Linked DNA regions of Mus musculus: region 1 is linked to region 2. A link is a contact called in public ChIA-PET data. All regions are on one chromosome and are shown on one strand. The core of a region is the stretch at or near the end of the contact, and the rest is flanking DNA. Distances in the headings are between cores, read along the strand shown. Region 1 overlaps Fancc (Fanconi anemia, complementation group C). Region 2 overlaps Fbp1 (fructose bisphosphatase 1).

Region 1 (2,700 bases), core at 66-2,565, 530 kb after region 2:
AAATAAGGAAGAAATTGTCTTCTTGCCTTTGTCACTGGTGACTTGACTCTGAGTTTACTTCTCCTCTCCATCTTTGCTTCGAACAGGAATTTATCACTCACCAACAAAACCAAGAAAAGATGCCTGCACATTTGTAGGAAGCCATTTTACACTAGGAACTCAAACACACTTCTAGTGAAAAGGCTCCTGCTCTCAGGCAACCTGTGGCCAGTGAGTAAGATCAAGGCCTGTATATCAACAAAGCTTACCTAAGCAGGGTTTCTCACTCTAAGAACAGCTGAGAGCCCCAAGGACAGGTTCAAGTTATTTTTTTTTTTAATCCTGTTAGGTATCACAAACATAAACTAGTAAAGTCCTATGCTTTTAATACTTGTAAAATTAAAAACTAAAAATCTGTAGAAATTTAAAAGTACAGTTTTTACCCATGTAAACACTTGAACAAAGTCCACATGGCAAATGTCTAAAATAAGTGAATTCAATGGACAAGAGTGATTTGACTCAGGTGATACCGTGGTCACTGACATTCACTTCTGACCAGCTTGACCCTGACTCTATGGGCAGTGTGGCATTGCCAGCCACTTCCCTCTTCAAAGCAACAACGGAATGGCAACCTCAAGGTGAGGTCAGACGCTATAAACACTTTCATCTCTGTTCTTTGGTAATGTATCCCAGCATTTCAAGCAGAGCTACTTGTGTGCCAACACAAGCAGCTAGAGGCAATGAAAGTCCAAGGCAGTACCTGGTTAGGCAATGGAGGTGTCTGGAGACTTTTTTATTTTAATTTTATCTTCAAAAGGGTAAAGAGTAAGTACAATCTTTCTAGACAACTTGAGCATGCTAATGAACCCCACCTACTTAATCGTCCTTATCTTCGGGGGCCTGCAAGCCTCAGAAGGAGTTCCTGTAACCGTGTGCTGAGGGCCACTGGACTCATACAGAAGCAGCTTTCTTGTGGTTACGTTTTAGTTCTGTATATAACCAAGTACCTAACTTTGTTTCCTTTACACTCTCAGCCCATGGCTTCCTGTTAAGACAGCACAAGAAATCCTCTTTGATGGGCTCTCTACTCCAAACACAGCGACCAGACGGGACACATCAAAGAGAAAACCCAAAATGTTGTGGTGAAACTAAAAATATATATAAACACTTCCTGAACTGGAACCAGGACAGAAACATAAAGATTCTACCTCGGGAGGAGTTTTGTGCCTCTATGCTTAGAAACCCAAACCAGGCAGAGAACTGCAGGCTAGGCAAGCTGAGAAGGGGACATCTGAACTGACATTTCCGAATGCAATGCCTTTTCACTCAACCCAGCCTGTTGGTGCTGTGCAGTTCGGATCAACCTGATCCAGGCCTCAGCCAGCTTCCTAGAGATGAACTGTCTTATGGCACTGCAGCACCACCTGCTGAAGAGCCAAAAAAAAAAAAAAGAAAAAGAAAAAAAGTCAATCCACAGCTGAAACTGGTTGTGGAGGGATGGCCTCCACATCATTCCAACCAGCTGCTTTCTCTTGTTTTTAAAACTGAAGCCAGTGCTTGCCCAAACTGCCTGAGAATAAACAGTAACCCCTCTTACTTCTCCCATTGCCTGTAATCACCACAGGAAGATGTGTCTGCTTCCCTCACCACAGCGCCAGCCATCTCAGGAAAGACTGTTAGACTCTATTCACATTTTCCATGGGGCTAAGGACACAGCTGAGGCAGCAGAACACAGCCAAATCAACCCTTTCCTCCCCAGCTTGCTTTTGGTCATGGTTTTACCATAGCAACAGTAACTGTAACTAAGACAAATTGGTACCTGGATCATGGGATATTGCTGTGACAAATCTGACTAGGTTGTTTATTGGAGGATTGTTTATTGGAATATTTATTGGAACATTAGGCTAGAAAAGCCAGTGAGTGTTCAAAGCTTAGTGAGCTATTCTGAGGGAACGTTAAAGATAAGATTATTCAGAGCAGGGGCTGGAGAGATGGCTCAGTGATTAAGAGCACTGACTGCTCTTCCAGAGGCCCTGAGTTCAATTCCCAGCAACCACATGGTGGCTTACAATCATCTGTGATGGGATCTGATGCCCTCTTCTGGTGTGTCTGAACAGAGCAACAGTGTACTCATATACATAAAATAAATAAATCTGGGGAAAAAAAAAGAATATTCAGAGCAATGCAGACAATGGAGTCCTGGGAAGCTCCAGAGGGAAGTTTAAAAGCCACCCAAAGACTCTTATCAGGGCTATTTGCTACTCTGAGCTGATAATCTGTGGTTCTGGTTGTCTGGGGCTAAAGAGTCAGCTGTGATTAACAAAGGACGAGAGCCACTAAAATTAAACCTTTGCTGGGACAGTTGATGCTGGTCAGCTGGAGCGAAGAAATCAGTGGTAGTTTTGTTGTTTGTTTGTTTGTTTTTAAGAGACATGGAAGGAAAATCTGCAAAGTGTTTCCCCAGAGTTGGCACACAGAAGCTGTGTTTCAGAAGTGCCCAAGACTTGGTAATGTGTAAGACCATCCAGTTGGTGCTAGTTTTGAAGGCATGAAAGGGTCATAGCAAGCAAGTGGGGCTTGGCACTCTGAGAAGCCAGGACAGGCCATTAGAAAAGGTACAGCCTTAGTAGCAGTTGAAGTCCTACGAAGGGATCGTGGAGACAAGATGAGGCTTGGCATGAGGAAGAGAGCCCTGAAGAAAATCACAGTCCAATTACAGCA
Region 2 (2,700 bases), core at 106-2,605:
GAACTGGACATAGCTCCCCTACACATTTGTAGCAAATTTGCAGCTTGGTGTTCATGTAGGATCCCTAACAAGTGGAGTGGGGGCTGTCTTGGTCTCTGTTCCTTCCATTGGATCCCCTTCCCCCTACCTAGACTTCATAGTTTGGACTCAGTGGGAGAGGATGTCTAGATGTCCCAGAGTGGAGTGGTACCCAAGGGGGATCCCCCTTCTCTTAGAAGAGTAGGGAACAATGGGAGGAGAAATTTGTAAGGGTAGGATTAGAAGGAGAGAAGGGAAGAGGTTGTGATAGGGATATAAAGTAAATAAAAATAAATTATTGGAAAAAGAAAGAAAATTAATCATCACACACATGGAGTTTACCTTCTCCACACAATTTCAGATCTGCACCCACAACCTCTCCTTCAGAAACCATGAGTCTCTGCAGAGCATCAGTCAAAGTTCCTCAAGCATTGTAAGGTAAAGAAGCAGGGGTCTCCACAACCCGTGTGGCTCTTGGAGCCTGTCTGACCCACTGAACCAGTGTGACCTCTCGAGCTTCAGGCACACTTCAGGAGGACTTGGGAGTGGGAGGGAGGGCCTCCAAGTTCTGCAGGGAGCTTCCACACCAGCATCTGTAAACGGGAGGGGAAGTCACCAGCTGCCCTCCGTGGGACAAAGCCCCTCACACACCACCGGGCTCACCTTGGTTCTCCGGGACCAGATCAGGGTTTTCCTGACCATAGAAGCTTTTTCTGAGGCCAGCTGGGCCCTGCTACCAATGAGAGATGTGAGCACAGAGAATGAAGATAGCAAGGGCCTCAGCCGGGCCCAGCCCCTTCTGCAGCCTCCCAGGATAACTCAAGTCAGTACCAGCCTTCCAAGAGGCCATGGCTCCCTCACTGCAGGGGAAGCTTGTCCTAATGGGAGTTACTTCAGAAAACAAAGGCAACAAGCTGTTCCCCAGCTCCCTTTTGTTGGGTCTCAAAGGACAAATGTCAAAGCACAGTGGTTATGAAAGAGGAAACAGCTGGAGGACTCCCCAGGAAGCAGTGGGCAGAACGCAAAACGGTGGGGTGCCTGCCCAGGCCTGAGCACCACTGGCTACTAATGTGGGCAATAGAATGTAAGTGCCCAACCCAGTCACAGACAACCTGCCCGCATACCGGGACCCTGAACCCTGAACCTGGGGTGTCAAGCTCATTAAATCTGCATTTCAGATATGCGTGGGTTATAGCTGGCATTCAAAGGTTTCTGGCAAGGCCTGGGCATGTGCTCCGCATGCTTTAGCATACAAAAGGTTCTAAGATCAAGCCCCAGTACATTTGCATATAGCCCAGTCAGGGTTAGGAAATCTGAGACTAGAAAAGATAACAGTGACCAGCACAACACAGTGACTTATCTCTTTTGAAATCTCTGTGTCATGTCTTGGCTGGCTGGGCCAGCCCAGGAACTACTCTTTTTGTGCAGGCCTCTTCCTGAGGAAGTGGCAGCCTGCTTTGTTTCTGGTGAGATCTGATGCCGGAACTGGGGCTTCCGGGGTGTAAGGTAAATGCTGGGGGAATTCAATTCCTTAAAGGAACTGACCTTACAGCTGAGGCATGGTGGCATACACCTTTAATCTCAGCACTCAGGAGTCAGAGGCAGGAGGATTTCTGAGTTCGAGGCCAGCCTGGTCTACAAAGTGAGTTCCAGGACAGCCAGGGCTACACAGAGAAACCCTGTCAAAAAACAAACAAACAAACAAACAAAAAAAAAAAAGGAACTGACATTACCAGAGCTGGCACATCTGAGAATTTACAGTTCTTGAGCCTGAACAAAAGAGCATTTCTGCACTGGAGAGATGGCTCAGTGGTTAAGAGCACTAACTACTCTTCCAGAGGTCCTGAGTTCTAATCCCAGCAACCATATGGTGGCTCACAACCATCTGTAATGGGGACCTGATGCCATCTTCTGGTGTGTCTGAAGACAGCTACAGTATACTTGTATAAATAAATCTTTTTTTTTTTTTAAGAGTATTTCCTTCAGCTCATATCTCTAACTCCAGGAGCAAAATCAAAGCAGCACAGGTTAACATTCAAAGCTACAGGCTGGAGCTCCAGAGGTCGGAAATTCCAATCTCATCTCCCCTACGTGCTTAGCAGCCCTGTGTAAGTCACTTCACGCCTCTTGGTGTCTTGTCCTTCAACTGTAATGTGGGGATACAGACATCAGCTTCATGGTACATAGGGAAGGGGGAAAATTAGTTGATAGGGGCCAAAGGCTCTAAATAATACCCCTGTTTAGACAGACATTTAAGAACTATTATCATCCTACTTCATCTCTGGTCCTGTCAACATTAGCACATCCGTGCTCAAGAACAGGTGAGGCCCTAGAAAAAAGTCAGCAGCACAAAGACCTGGGTTCAGATTCTCGCTGTTCCTTCTACCAAGTATGTGACCTCTGTCAGTTTGCCTAAAACTCCCTGGCTCATCAATATAAACTTAGCCAGAAACAGGGAGCTTGGCAGACCTGGGCTACCGATGTGTCCCTGGGCACGCCTGACTTCCTAAAATGACAGCCAAGGTCGTGCTTACCAGATTCCCCAGAGCATCCACTAAGCAAGCTTTTGTCGATGGGTGGGTGAGAGATCAGTTCTAAATCTCTTTGGCAGACAAATTCTAAGAGGGCGGCTGGCCAGCCGACACAGGATTGTCATCACAAGTAAATGGCACGAAGAAGAGA

What was found. ChIA-PET counts read pairs in DNA pulled down with a chosen protein or histone mark.
Region 1: a contact with region 2 is called in an RNA polymerase II ChIA-PET map of effector CD8 T cells, with 10 read pairs. The contact joins two enhancer-like sites. A contact is called at or near these places in 7 of 39 promoter capture datasets (the C10 cell line, cranial neural crest, embryonic stem cells and 3 more), 1 of 115 datasets of contacts at active chromatin or transcription factors (effector CD8 T cells) and 2 of 9 other capture datasets (embryonic stem cells and liver).

What each region holds. Positions count from the first base shown.
Region 1 is chr13:63,410,131-63,412,830 of GRCm38.p6, forward strand. The region is part of intron 1 of Fancc (Fanconi anemia, complementation group C); the gene reads right to left. Among named protein-coding and RNA genes, the nearest start is that of Fancc, 20 kb to the right of the region's middle. Within about 2 kb of position 1,316, at least 78 of the 459 cell types and tissues checked have an H3K27ac peak or open chromatin away from gene starts, as enhancers often do. A contact at or near this core is called in effector CD8 T cells and pre-B cells, where this site is marked.
Region 2 is chr13:62,879,021-62,881,720 of GRCm38.p6, forward strand. The region is part of intron 1 of Fbp1 (fructose bisphosphatase 1); the gene reads right to left. Gm38679 (a long non-coding RNA gene) reads right to left here. Exons shown (of 3, transcript XR_873587.2): 2 at 682-748; 3 at 1-611. Among named protein-coding and RNA genes, the nearest start is that of Gm38679, 4.7 kb to the right of the region's middle. Within about 2 kb of position 1,356, at least 138 of the 459 cell types and tissues checked have an H3K27ac peak or open chromatin away from gene starts, as enhancers often do. A contact at or near this core is called in effector CD8 T cells and pre-B cells, where this site is marked.